3 separate regions of the Mus musculus genome follow, and all the other regions are linked to region 2. Evidence: chromatin contacts called from public HiChIP or PLAC-seq and promoter capture Hi-C data. All regions are on one chromosome and are shown on one strand. The core of a region is the stretch at or near the end of the contact, and the rest is flanking DNA. Distances in the headings are between cores, read along the strand shown.

The links. Promoter capture Hi-C pulls out the DNA fragments that hold promoters and counts their contacts. HiChIP or PLAC-seq counts read pairs in DNA pulled down with a chosen protein or histone mark.
Region 1: a contact with region 2 is called in a promoter capture Hi-C map of neural stem cells. The contact joins the promoter of Akr1b3 here to the promoter of Exoc4 in region 2. A contact is called at or near these places in 6 of 39 promoter capture datasets (embryonic stem cells, hematopoietic stem and progenitor cells, hippocampal neurons and 3 more), 1 of 484 Hi-C or Micro-C datasets (CD4 T cells), 4 of 115 datasets of contacts at active chromatin or transcription factors (extraembryonic endoderm stem cells, pro-B cells, regulatory T cell precursor and 1 more) and 1 of 9 other capture datasets (adipose tissue).
Region 3: an HNF4G HiChIP or PLAC-seq map of pancreatic cancer cells shows a contact between it and region 2. The contact joins the promoter of Akr1b8 here to the promoter of Exoc4 in region 2. A contact is called at or near these places in 5 of 39 promoter capture datasets (the 3T3-L1 cell line, hippocampal neurons, liver and 1 more) and 2 of 115 datasets of contacts at active chromatin or transcription factors (extraembryonic endoderm stem cells and pancreatic cancer cells).

What each region holds. Positions count from the first base shown.
Region 1 is chr6:34,314,587-34,319,430 of GRCm38.p6, forward strand. Akr1b3 (aldo-keto reductase family 1, member B3 (aldose reductase)) reads right to left here and starts at 2,903. Exons shown (of 10, transcript NM_009658.3): 1 at 2,754-2,903. The coding sequence starts at 2,819.
Region 2 is chr6:33,245,837-33,250,903 of GRCm38.p6, forward strand. It overlaps Exoc4 (exocyst complex component 4), which reads left to right and starts at 3,292. Exons shown (of 18, transcript NM_009148.4): 1 at 3,292-3,402. The coding sequence starts at 3,317. It also overlaps the pseudogene Gm1401.
Region 3 is chr6:34,351,482-34,356,096 of GRCm38.p6, forward strand. Akr1b8 (aldo-keto reductase family 1, member B8) reads left to right here and starts at 2,665. Exons shown (of 10, transcript NM_008012.2): 1 at 2,665-2,815. The coding sequence starts at 2,750.

The DNA.
Region 1 (4,844 bases), core at 1,653-4,152, 1.1 Mb after region 2:
TGGGCTTCCTTCCCCACACAGGATCATCCTACCCAGAGTCACAACAAAGAGCGCTTCCCATTGTTGGATTCAGAGAAACTAACCTCACTTGTTTGGATGGTGTATGTTTATCTTACAGCTCAAGAATTTAAACAGTAATTCCAAGAGAGGAAGACTGAACCCTCAAGAATGACCCCTTCCCCAGCCTTAGGACACTGAAAGCCCATATCCTAGTTTAGCAGCAACACTAATAAAACTTGTTCTACTGTAATCAAGCAATAAAGCTGTCCTAATTTTAAGACATCTCCACTCCATAGAGATGTAGATTCAGGGCTGGCCCTGCAGAGGCAAGATTTGATGATCTTTGATCTTAAGGATGGAAAGGTTGACCAGTGTAGCCTGGTCAGGCAGGCAACCAGGAAACCAAACTCCTACTTCAATGACCACCGCACTTCTCCCAGACCACAGGATAGAGGACTGCCCGTGATGCTTGCTTTAACTCAGGAAGAGGCAGGAAGACCCTTGTGCAGTTTTCTTCTAAGAAGAGATGCAAAAATTGGACTTGAAAAAGCAAACAATGAAAACCTGTCACAGCTTAAGAATGCCATGTGACCCTGTGAAAGGGATATAGGGCACGTGCACATAGATAGTTTTATCTGAGATATCAAAATCTGATTGGGGTACAATTAGGCCAAAAAAAAATTTCACCTCAAAAGACTCATGGTCTTGAGGCACAGAGGGCGTTAACTGGAAAAAGTCCGAGAACACAGCTGTCCCTCCCTCCATCCCTAGCAACAGTCCGAGCCTATGTGTAGAAGAGGCAATGGCCAGGTCCTCTGAAGATTTTCAACCAGGTCAAAACACTATCAGTAAAAGGACCTGATCTCTATCCGGTCAGCTCTGCCTCAAAGGCCTCCTGACCATACAACACTTAAAACAGTATTTTAATACAATACTTACTGTATATTTAGCGTGCATTTAGGATCCCGAGGGCAGGCAAGCTAGCCAGGAAGAAACTCGATGCAAGGAAAAGTGCCTCCTAACTGCCTGAAATCCTCACCTTCCAGGAGAAACGGACTCCCTCAAGCGAAGAGTGGATCATACAGACTGTCAGAGTCCTGTTGTGATTTGTGGGGTACCACATAGACACAGATGTGGTTCCATGAGAACAAGAAACCGCATCCACACACCCTCTGTGACCATCACAGTGACTATACTATACTGTGTCATCACATATGCAAGGAAGGGAAATCTGGAAGTCTGGACTGTCCTCATGTCCATTGCTACCCTTTGTCCCTCCACACTCTCTACCCCAACCTCCCCGGGCCCCGAGACACAGGCGGACATTTTCTTCACCTCCACCTAACTCAACATGACTTTTGGATCCATTCTGAGATCCAGGCACAGTGGGAAGTAACAGAAATGTCTGAGAAGAAACCAAAACGATCTATACATACAAATGTATGTTATTTTAAACAAACACCCAGCTCTCTGAGGCTGTCACATGCGCTCTAGCCACTGGCTTATGAATGCTTACTCCTTATTTATCTCAGAACTGATCTCAAAATGCTGGCCCATGAGACGATTTTTCTAAAGCGATGAGCTTGGTTTTTGGAGAAATGGGACAGAATTAAAGTATCATCATCCTACCCATAATTTGGGTCATGTATTATAAAACTACTGTAGTTACATGTGCCTGTGTGTGCTGTGTCCAGTAGCTGTGTTTGCTATGGCAGGGAAACCGTCTTTCTTATCATTCCACCACACCGAATTCAACCTGGTATCACGGTTGTAATTCAATCATACCTTTGCAGTCACCAAGGACCCTCTGTAAGGAAACAAAAGCCGCACTTGCTAATCTACTGGCTTAGATACACGTTCTGAGAAAGACAAGTCTATGACCTGTTTCTTATTCTCCATTTGCATTACCCGTTGTTTTAACTGTAGTTTGGGTAGAAACAGACTCTGTCTGGTTTCAAACCATTTAAATTCAACCCTACCTGATTTTCTCTTACCTTCACTGTGTCTAAGTGCCCAGGTCCACCATACTCAAGGTTCTTAAAGATCGAGGTCACAGCATCGGTCTATAATATATAATACAACTACCCTGCAAGTAGCTTAAGAGCTAGGTTTTTCTGCTTCAGCAATAACACCAAAAATTGGTTCCTTAGTTGCCAAATAATCAAATCAGTTATAATTTTTGGTTTTTAAATATCGGTTCTTTCTTTTTGTATTTCACTATGATGTATCTGGCCCTCTTCTCAACTCTGCTGTGTTGTGTTGAGGTTTTGGGGATATCTCGCCTGAAGTCTTCTTATTAGTGGGTGGCACCCAGCAACGCGGAAGTCAGATTAATTCTCCAGGAGTTCCGCACCCATTAAGAACTGCACTCAGAGACTTAGAGGACAGAGAAACAAGCTGGTTCCTGGCAAGCTCTCGCCTGCTAATTTAATTATCTCAGGCCCATTGGCCCAAGTGGCTCATTCCCGAGAGGGCAACATCTGCGCCAAGTGAGGTCAATTCACTCGTGAGGCTGGGGCGCCACAGGTGCCAGATGACAAATCTAGGGCTCTGCTTCAATCCCTCTCACCCGGGTCACCGTGGGTGTGTCTCCACCTGGGGCGCCCACGCGGACTCGAGCGCTGCTCGCCCGAAGCCCCACACGCCGGGCCGCAGCCAGATACGCTCACAGGCCCCGCCACGCGAGCCCCGCTCCGCGCAGGCCGCTCAGGGTCACCCAGCGGGCGGCGGGTCGCACCCTGATGCATGCCTACCTTCCAGGTGCCCAGGCCCAGGGTGGGCATCTTGGTGCCGTTGTTGAGTTCCAGATGGCTGGCCATGATCGCTGCACGTTACAAACCCGGACCGGCAAATGTGCAGCGCTGGCTCGGGCGCGCACCTTTAAATAGCCCCAACGGCCTGTAGAAAGAACGCCTGCCATTGGTTGCACGGCTGAGAGACGGATCCTTCTGATTGGTCGATGCCGCGGTTCTGAAGGGGTCGGCGAGGATGCTTCTTTCCCTAGGTCCTAGCGGCACGGAATTCTCCAGCTGCTCTGCTTGCGCCCCACGTGGCAGTGTTTGCCCGCTGTTGTAGCACCAGACGGAAAGCTCTGAAAATAACCAGCAGACTAGAGATAAGGAGACTGGGGAGAAGTTTTGGTTTCGTTTTCGAGCCCAGAAGAAGACGTCTGTGTCTTTTCTAATCTCAGAATGACACTCTTCTGGAATCTTACACATCTTGCTTTGAATCTGATGGAGCAGATAGGCGTCAGGTGTATTTAAGAGCGTTCCCCCCCCCCCTTAGATTAAAAGTTAAATTTCAGGTGTACTTAAGCACTCCCATCCCCGCTATTAAAATGATTGCAACCGGTTTTGCAGAGAACTACGAAATACCCGTTTGTAGTACCTTTCTACCACTACCGGTGTCTGAACATGTTTAGTCTGGTTCAACAAGACTTGATGCAAAAATCCATAACCGTTAAGCTATGATCTCCCATAAGTTTCATCTCTGGATCACACATAAGTGATTTTGGAAAGTAAGACTCTTAAGCGGAAGGTTCCAGTATAATAAGTTGGCTAAACTCTGGAGGAAAAGTGAAAAGTCAGAGAACAAAAAAGTGAACAATCCCATAGTAGGAAAAGTCCATTCTCATACAGCAATGATTCCATGTTAGGGGGTACGAAATAAATCAGTTGTATTAGGTAGAAAAACAAAAGACTTTTCCTAAAATAATCTGAGTTGCCCCAAGAACTATGACGGCAATTTTGGCACTCGTCCAACACCCCTCTGAGTGATGGTCTGTTTCATTCCAGTCTCCTTCTGCTGGGTCATGCTCCAGTTGCCCCCTGATTACGCAACAGGGACAACTGCATCTGCAAGGTAATGAGTCAGGAACCCCACCTCTCTAAATCCCATTCTGGTGATTTTCCAGTCGGTGCCCTCTTAAAAAGTGGCACTTCTCCACTCCCACCCCAGGGAAAATTTATAAAGAACAGATATTTTCCACTTGAGTTTTATTAACAAAACCAATCCCCACAACTGGTGGCATGTGGAAATTCTGGTGTACTTTTTCTCTAATTAATAGTATTTGAATTTGAGTCTAGTTCTGGGGATTTGGTTTGTGTAAGATAACAGGTGACCTGACGCCCACCACTTGTCCTCTGTGAAATCCCTCTTGGCATAGAGACTTCTCTGCCTTTTGAACCTCCTGGGTCCAAACACAAAGAGCTGATTGATGTCTTGTGAAGTGATGCTCTTGCTCTGTGTGGCAGCTCACATCTCTTTACTTGACATTAAGAAAATAAAGGGGAAAGGACCGAGATGTTGTAGTCAACCTGGTTGCTAAACGAGATCCTTTCTCAAAAGATAAAAGAGGCCTTACCACCACCACCGAAGTGTGCGTCTTTACTGACAGGTGGCATCACAGAGGAGTCATCACCAGCTAGGGAAATGCACTACGTAGCAAAAGCTTTGTTATTGCAAAATAAACTAAGTATGTTTGACCCTCTAAAACACAGTATTTTGCCTGGGCCAGTCAAATGTAGAAAGGCACACCTGTGGAATTCTCCTATCAATCATGGCACTAAAGATGAGACACTGTTACAATAGTCTCCTGGTAACTCCTGTTGTTGCCTCCATAATCTTTATAAAATTTATTGGGCATGTATCATATCCTTCTTTAAAGAAGAATAAAGTAGGCTGGAGAGATAGCTCAGCGGTTAAGAGCACTGCCTGCTCTTCCAAAGGTCCTGAGTTCAAAATCCCAGCAACCACGTGGTGGCTTACAATTGTCCGTAATGAGATCTGATACCCTCTTCTGAGATGTCTAAAGACAGCTACAGTGTACTTACATATAAATAAAT
Region 2 (5,067 bases), core at 2,042-4,541:
ACCAGCAACTACCTTCTAGGTGCTGGGATTAAAGGTGTGTGGTACCATGCCTGGCTAGGTTCATTTATTTTTAAGATTGCTCTTTCTTACTGTATAGGAATATCTCTAAATTGTTGTTGTTCACTTTGTATCCTGTGACATTGCTGAAGTTTTTATACTAGCTCCAGCAGTGTTTTATGTTCTTTATAATACATTCTATAAAATCCTATTATTCACAAATGTAGGTGGTTTTGTTCCTACATTTAGAAACTAGATGCTTCTCTCTCTCTCTCTCTCCCTCTCTCTCTCTCTCTCTCTCTCTCTTCTTGCTCTGGCTATGATTCTCAGAGATTTATTGAGTAGATACAGTGAAAATGGACAACCTTGTCTTGTTCCTAATCTTAATGGGAAACTTATTTTTCATTATTATATATACTGTTAATTTGTTTTTAAAATTCCATTATATTTGTGCACTTTCCTTCTTTTTGGACTTTTTCTTTTAAAATACAAGTAACAAGATTTATTCCAGACAAGAGTACATTCACATATGACCAAGGAACCCACTCTCACCTCCCTCCCCAATGACAGTGGGGCAGGTACTTAACACTCCTGTGTTAGCATCTGTGCTTCTTCTCCGTCATCCCTGGTACAGCCACTGGAAAGTCTAATCTGCACAACCTCAAGTGATGCCTGGTGTAATAGAGTCAAGCTCAGTCTTTCATCCCCACCCCTCGCCCAGGACTGCAGAAACACATCGGGGAGAGGGGAAGTATGTTGAGACACCAAAGTCCCAGGACTGAACTCTTAGCTTCTTCAAACCAGTCTTTACTCTCAGCAGGGCTTCAGGGGTTTCCTCTTGGCCCACCTGAGAAATTAGCCCCACCTGTGTGGACTCAGCAACCCACCGAGGGAAGCCAGCAATGAGGGAAGCCAGCAACGTGTCTTGGCTCTCTGGCCTATGTTAAGTGTGGGTGGGCTAAAAGAGCCCCATAACCTATTCCCTCCTGGAGGGCAGGCTGAGTTCCCAAGTTAGGAACAACTTCTACAACTCTTGAAATTTATAAAACAAGTTTTGAGCCATATTTAAAAACAAACAAACAAACAAACAAAAAAAACAAGAATCTAACTCCAAAAGGGGGTCTTTAGAACAAGCTAAACGGTTCATTTAAATTATTTATACTAGTTATTAACAAGGAAGCTACAAATGGAAGAGAAATTGAGGGTAATAACTTCCTGGAACTTACCACATACCTCTATGGCCCCATACAACTGTGGGAAGACATGTGAAATGCTAGAGTGGGCCCTGGAACTGGCCACTAGTCCCTGTGGTGTGACAATGCACCAGAAAAGAGAAAACCAGAGACCTGCAGGGGCTAACAAAACAACAGACCCAGCAACAAGGCCAAGATAGCAAAGGCTGGGGCCACAGGTCCCTCTCTCCTGCGCCTCAGATTAGCCTCTGTGCTCAGCCAAGGAGGACAAAGCAGGAGCAATTCTCCTCCGGAGGGCAAGTGGGCCTGATTCCAAGAGGGCAAAATCTCCTGGACTATTCCAGAACACAGCCTGCTCCGCGCCAAAGAAAGCCTGCTGTTCAGTTGCACTGGAAAACGTGCTGGGAAGACCTGCAGGGCCCTCCTGCTTGTACAGCATCTTCTGTTTAACCATGGCCCCATCTGCCAAGTGGGTACCTTCTTCCACTGAGTCACCCACCATCTCTGCACCCAACTCCACTTCTTCCTCTGGCTGGCCAAGAACCTTCAGAGAGACCAGCGTCTCATAGCTGCTTTCCATAACATTTCTGTAGAGCTCCTTCTGCCAGTCCTCCAGGTTCTCACACTCTCGTTCTGAGAAACAGACCCCATCATTCTCAAGGGACCCGGACACCTTTGGGGTTTCCCCTTACTGCCGGGAGGCAACCAAAGGACCCAGAAGTTATTGTGGCGAAGCAGGTTCTCTACATTCTCCAGTCGTGGCGGTAGCAGCCTGTACTCCTGCAGCAGGGTCCCCAGCACGGCCCACTTGCCCTCCGGCTGGTTGCTGAACTCTCTGGCTCGAAGTCAGCCAGCTTCTTCTCTGCTGACCCTGCACGTCCCTCCAGGTTCTGCACTCAGGCAGCCCGGGATTCCATCTTCTTCTCCACAGCTTGAATAGCAGCCACCACTGTCCAAAGTGAGATTTCTGTGGTCTGGAAGTATGGGCTTTTCTCTGTTGTTTGTGAAGGTGGTGTGGCTGGAGCTAAAGGTGTGGAGCGCCGTTTCCTTCTGTGCAGAGCAGGTGTCGACTCCTCCGACTCCTCCATGGTCTCAGTCGCCCCACAACACCGACTGGAGGGAAAGTGCTTGGACTTTGTGCCTCTCCACCAGACGCCCAGACCCTTCTGGAAGCCGCCACCGCTGCTGTGCTGATACAAGGTGTGCTATGAGAGTAACCCCCCCCCCCCCCCGCCCGAAGAACTGCAGTGGTTCCTCCTTTTTGGGACTTTTTTTTGAGTGCTTTTATTTTAAAAGTATGGTTGAATTTCTACAAAAGATTTTCCTGTATCCATTGAAATTGGTCTGTGGTTCTCAACCTGTGGGGTTGACTCCTTTGGGGTTGCATATCAGATATCCTGCATATCAAATATTTACATTACAAGTCACAACAATAGCAAAGGTACAGTTATGAAGTAGCTATGAAATAATTTTATAGTTGGGAGTCACCACAACATGAGAAACTATATATATATATGTGACAGCCCCTAGGACAGGTACTTTTCCCCCTCACAGCCTGCAGCCTGCGACTTGGCATAACCGCAACAGTGAACTTGTACATAAGACGAATATAGAAACATTCAGTCTCAGAAAAATACCAAAGAAAAATCTCTGTGCGTGTACATTTTTGCATTTGGTTGATTTAAAGATGGTATTTGAAGTTAATATTTTTGCACACACAAGCATTCTTTTGGGACCTTTGTTTAAATAGAAGAATCTGCAATTTATCATCAGATACATTAAGTTAAAGCGTGTAAAATTATAAAATGGAGTAAACTGAAAAACAACTTAAGGTCTGTCTGAAGAGATCTAAAGAGACAGTAAGGAGGCTTGATGAAGTTGCCCTTGGTTTATTGTCCAGGCATGCCCGGGACCGGCAGAAGAACTACATTTCCCAGAATGCTTAGAGAGGACAGGAGCCTCAGCCTCCAGCTGAGTCTCAGTCCCGCCTCCTAACTCCAGGGATTGGGTTTTTCACTTCCGCGCCTAAGCGCTTCTCTTCTGCCATTGGTGGATGTTCCGGGTCAGCCGCGGAGTTTACACTTTCCCGGTCCTGTCAAGCACCTGGCTCTCGCTCCCGTACCAAGATGGCGGCAGAAGCAGCTGGTGGGAAATACAGGAGCACAGTCAGCAAAAGCAAAGACCCCTCGGGGCTGCTCATCTCGGTGATCAGGTGAGGGAGGCAGGAGGCAGGCAGGGTGAGGTCAGGGCAGCGGCTGGACTTCCGCGGTGGAAGGGAGAGGCATCGGCTGGGCCCCATCCGCCGGCCCTTCTCTCCCTTTTGGCCTCCCCCGCCCCTCCCCAGGGCCTATTGCCCGCCCCCGCCGGGCAGTGTTCTAAGACTCTCTGGGGCCGGGGTTAAGGGGAGGACACCCCACCTCCCCAGTCTTCTCCTCGGGGCATGGCCTTTACTTCTGTCCCCGGTCCTAAAAGCTGGCCCGCTTGGGTTCGGGAAGAAACCCAGCGCAGGTGTACTCATTCATTCCTACAACAGGTTCTGGTTGACCCTGGTGCTGTGCACACTCCTGAAGGCCGGGAGGTGTCCTGGGCTCGTGGGGATCAGGCCCAAGTTTCCTGTTAGGAGTTGCAGAGTGTCCAACTTTGGGCACTTTCCACTACCTGTGAATAGCCACAGCTTCAGATCCTAGGTTTTGCGTGAGCTGTTAGCATTGAATATTAAAGTGATCCATCCATCCTTCCTTCTTGTTTTGCTTTTTTCTTTCCTTTTCCTTCCTTTCTTCTTTCTTTCTTTCTTTCTTTCTTTCTTATTGCTTTCTTATTCCAGTTTCTTACTCAAAACCATACAAAAATAGAATTTCAAACTGCCCTCCTCATTACTTTTTCCCTAAACTATTAGGGTGAGAGTGGGGGTGGTTGACTATTTACTAGTCTTCTTCTTCTTATTTTTAAATGTTTAAAATGTTAAACAGACTTAGATCAGCCTGAATAAAATGCATTATGACACACTTATCCATTGTTGTCATTTGCATTTCATCCCATATATTTTCCTAAAACAAATACCCCTTGCTTCCCACTTTCCTCGACTTATCCTTCACTTTGATTTGAGTTAAGAGAGCTCCTGTAATGATCCTGATTATCTTTTTAAAACCTAGGATCCACCAGAATCTGGTAGGTTAAGCCCTTGAGAGAATGGGTAAATCAAGCTTTGAAAGGCTTTAAAAGTTTACCATTTAATCGACTGAAAAGGACCCGTGTATTGGTTTATGGCAGAGTTTAAGAGAATGGCCTGTTTTTATCAATTTTATTTTAAAACGAGAGGATAGAACTGTCTGTGAAAGTGATACACTTTGTAGGCCCTGAAGAGAAAACACTGCAGGCACACATTCTTAGTTTAACAATGTACAGTTCAGATTTATCCCATGATATTAAAACCTCAGCCGGAGCCTTTGTAGTAGTGCGCCTTAATTTTCTCTGGAATTCTAATATGAGTGTTTGGAATCCTTTTCTGATCTTGTTTTTTTTTTTTTTTTTCCTGCCAGATAGTCAACACTCTCTTATACAGTAGATAAGTATGTAGTATGGTGCCTAGCATTTATTTAGTACTTAGGAAATATTTGTTGAATGAGGGAATGAGTGACCTGAGTTATGTATGCAAAGACAAGATATATTATCCCCTTTGAGGAGAGTATGGGCCTGGAGAAAGATGGCGATTCAGAATTCATGGAAGGAGTGGTCACTTCCATGGAAGTGGAGTGAGTTAGGGAGAATAACAACTGTAAACAAATGTCCCGTCCTCTTCCTTGTGCTTCTGAAACTTTAGGCTATATGTCAGATTCCTTAAGTGGCAGTTAGATTTACCCTCAACATGTGATACTTA
Region 3 (4,615 bases), core at 1,415-3,914, 1.1 Mb after region 2:
TACAACCAGAGATGCCTGCCTTCCTGTGCCGAGGACACGGAGATAAAAATTCAGAAAGAACTCACTCCCCACTCCTGCCTTGTAAATTTCACCAAGGACACCGGGAAGAGAAGAACTCTCCTCCCAACTCCTCCCAACTCTCCTCCCAACTCCTCAGCTAGCTGTTAAAAGCCCCCTGCTGTCACTGCTTGGGGTCGAACTTCCCTGCCCTGCACGGTGGAGGGACTTCATCCTCAGCTAGCGGATAATAAAACCTCTTGCAGTTTGTATCAGGTGTGGTTTTCTCTCGAGATGTTGGGGTGTTGGCCAGCTCATCCCGGGACTTGAGCGGAGGCCCAGCATTGGGGGTCTTACAACACTATCAGTTATCCTCGGAGAAGCACCAGGCATGTGGGACACAGCACCTCACAGGCTCCTTCTGGGGGAGTCAGATGCTGCTCTGTCCATTCTGAGGCCGACCTTTGCTTGCTAGAAGTGAATCAAGCTACCCAGAGTTTTATCTAGAAGTCTGGATACTAGGTCAGATAAACAAGTAGACTGTAAAGAGAGTTATAGATAGCCCAAGGAACTCTGGCTTTTGACTTACAACATTCCCTCAAACATGAGAGCCGATATGAGAGAGCTTGCTGCATTTTTAGAATAAATAAACGTAGCTTCTTCAACCCAGTTTGGTGTTGACGCTTGTGCTTCCGTTTTACTTCCCTTTATGGACTAAAATCTCCTATATTTAGCGTCTTCTCTTTCCAAGTGTCAATGGGATTTCAATGGGGTAGGAGGGCATGAAAAATGTCATGGTATGAGTTCTGCTTGGTTGTGACATCTCCCTGAAGTTTGTCACCCCCCGAACTAATTTATTGGGTCCTCAGTTACAGTCAGCATTCCTAAACTGCCCGTATTACCAATGTCCTTAGCTGTAGAGCCTACATCGTGGCTCAGTCTCTCCTGAGAACATTAAGTTGTACGCACACTGCAACTTTAACAGTGCTGACTGTAAATATTTCTAATCAGCCTGTGAACCCCTTCAGTCAGTTTCCCCAGACATTTCAGTTCCTCTCTCTGTGCTGTTCTGGAGACACACTGAAGGTGGCTTAGGCATACACCTGGCTACCTGCCACTGTCCCTGGGCATCTGTGGGTCAGGGCTTCCATCCTGAGCTTGCTATTTCTGCCCTAGGCTCACCTTGGAGACCAGAGCTCCTATGATCTGGGACTTCTTGAATCAGTGAGGTATTCCAGTTACACCCCAAGGTTATTGCTGATAAGTATTTCAATATTGGAAAATGATAATTTTTATTCTCTTATAACTCCCGTAAAATCTTTTGTTTACTCTGATTTTTCTGGTTTTTCTTTCTAGAGGACATGCATTAGTTTTATAATATCAATAAAGTAAAAGTCAAGAACATTTACATATGATTCTTGAAAAACTATAAACATGGAGGTGAGAATGTATTATTCTATAAATGACTGAAAATTGCCATTTTGAAAAAAAATCAATTTTGACCTATACCTTGTGTGATAAACTGAAATAAACTTCATTTGAGTCTATATTCCTACTTCTAAAGATCTATCCCCAGGGAATGAGGCCCAATGCTTCACTGCAATGATATTTCTTGAAATATTATTTATACACAATAGAAACCAGCTGGAAATCAGCAAGAGACCTAAGAATAGTGGAAATGGTAGAATAAATTACCATAAAATAGAATGCAACGTTAAAATGTTTAACATAAAGGCAATTTTGAAATGACTCACTATAAACGTGTAGAAAAGCTAGCCTTGTGGTGTCAGCTTTGGAAAATGTGGTGCGGTGCATAGAAGCTGACACAGGCTGAGAAGAGCCCAGGAAACTGCACCGGGCAATGGCATCCGAGTGACAGAAAAGGATGTTTATGCTCGCATCTTTCTTTTTCATGCTGTCCTTAGTGAAACAGAATATAATCACAAAAGTCTGGTTTTTAAATGTAAGCAAAAAAAATGTAAAAGCTCACTATAATTATACAGTTAGACAACTTGTCAAATTTCAAATTCAGAGAGAGGGGGGATAGAGAGAGAGAGAGGGAGAGGGAGAGAGAAAGAATATTATCAAAGAAAGGTCTTAGTGGTTAACAGGGGAAATTTGCTTTTCACAATCTTCCATCAATTAGATGAGTAAAACTTAAACAAACAAACAAACAAAAAGAGGGTCAGAAAACACTCTCTCCTCTCCCGTTCCCTCCCCTCTCTCCCCTCCCCCCTCCTCTGCAAGCGCCCCTGTCATTGATCTTTTGTGATCAGCAACAGTTAGCTCAAAATAATTTATGCAGCCTCCCATTTTGCCTCTGAAAACTTTTACTTGCCTCAACCTCATGGAATACCTACAGGCTCCACCGTTCTCCACACACTGTGGAAACCCATACATATTCTCCACACACTGTGGAAACCCAAACATAGCTAGCAATATAGCTCGAAGGATCTTTCACCCCATGCGCCTAAGGCTCATACACCTCTAAGTAGCTCTACAAAGTAATTTATATTCTGCATCAGGGAGATTTCCCTCTGGTTTATGACTAATCTTTACTCACACTCTTAAAAGCTTACAAAAGACTGGGATGAACTTCCGGTTCATTGCGGGAGGGGGGGCGGGGGCGGGAGGGGTCTGGGCGTGGCGCTTGCAGTAAGAGCCGGCCTCTTCATCCAGGACGTTAAAGCCTCCATCTGTCTCATTAACAAGGACACAGACATCTGCTCTCAGCAAGATTTTGGCAGCAACCATGGCCACGTTCGTGGAACTCAGTACCAAAGCCAAGATGCCCATTGTGGGCCTGGGCACCTGGAAGGTGAGTGCGCAGTCTTGGGCACCTGGTCTTGGCATTTCCTCTTCTTTTTATGACATCTACTGGGAGTTTGGAACCCTAGAGACAGAACACAAGTTGGTTTTGCCTTTTGTGCTGTTTCAGACCTCAAAGCTCTGACAGACTTTTTCCAGCAGAGATATCCCTGTGAAGTGTCAGGTTTCAAGTTTTCCCGAACTTGCCAGTTACCCTCTTAACAAGCTTTCTTCTGAACTCATGAGACACTTAAAGTTTTATAAGTTTTGGCTGGTTTGAAGCAGGGCAGTGGTGGTGCATGCCTTTAATCCCAGAAGTTGGGAGGTAGAGGCTGGCGAATTTCTGAATTTGAGGCCAGAGGCCAGCCTGGTCTACAGAGTGAGTTCCAGGACAGCCAGGGCTGAGTTATTCAGTGGCAGGACACCAAAAGCTCCAAATGACCTAGCTCTGTTTGGTGGGGGAAAGACTCTGCAGCTTGTGGCCTGGAAGCCTGGGGGAAAGGTGGAGTCTCAGACCCTAGCACAGGCTACTGGCACCTGCACCTTACCAAGACACTACACCATTTTCTGAGCACATCAAACTAAGCAGGAAGATGACAGAGCCTGAGCTCAGATCCTGCCTGGCAGTGTGCTCTCCTGGAAGAATGCTCCAAGGCCCTTCCCACTTCTGTTGAGACAAGTCTGACATTGTTCCATCTCCTAACTTTGTCCTTGGGTTTATTTCCTTTCGTGATAACAGGACAGTGGTCAGCTAGTTTCCAGGAGCTGTCTCTATTTGATTTCTGGCGACTGGGAGTTACACTTCAGTTTAGGCTGCCCTAGAACTTATTCTATAGCTTGGGTTGGCCTTGAACTTGCAATCCTCCGGCCTCAGCTTCTAGAGGTTATCACAGGTGTGAGCCACCTCCAGGAGGAGTTGTTTTTGGAGTCCGAGTCTCTTGTCCTGGTGGCTTAGCCTCTGTCTCTCGCTTAGCCTCTGTCTCTCGATCTTTGCACTGTCTTTTTCTTCTGATCATGGGACAGAGGTGGGGCCTCTCTTTGATTCAGCACTGGGTTTAAAACCTCGAATTTGCTCCAAATTAGACATTTCACTTTCTACCAAGCTGTCAAGCACTCTGACCAGAAGTAACCCACAGAAATCCAAAGATTAGACCGAGCGCTTGACAAGGGAGTTGTTGTCAAGATAAGGAGGTGGTATCATAGAGGGAGAGTCTGCTCTTATCTGAAGGAATGCTGGCAGGCAAGATTCTATTGGAAGGCCCAGGTACTTCTGAACCGCTAGGGGTCACTTCTGATCCCAGGGAAGCAGGCTATCTCTCTGGAGCTTTTCTGTGTTTGATGCTTAACCAAGATATTTCTAGATTTGGTGAAAGAAGAGTAGTTTTTTGTTCGGCTGGTTGTTTTGGTGATGAAAGGCTTTTTCGTATTTATGTTTTATTTTGGGGACAGCTATGTGCCCCAAGCTAGCCTCAAACTCAAAATCCTCCTGTTTCTCAAATACTGGGACTACATACACGGGCCACCATACCCAGTAGTTTGGCTTTCTGCTTTAAAAAAAAAAGTCGATTGTACTTCATTCCTGAGCACAGCTGCTGTGTGGTCAAGTCTGGATTTACCATAAGACAACCATTCTTCACATTCTTATCACGGTCTGGGGCTGAAGTCCTCTGGGTCACTGCAGAGTTAAGTCTGGCTTTCAGCAACTTGCAGTGGCAGGCATCTGTCACCCCAGAAACAAGAGCTCCTTTAAGACCGGGTACATTAGATGGAAACTGACTTTTATCTCCGATAGAACACGGGACGGGGGAAC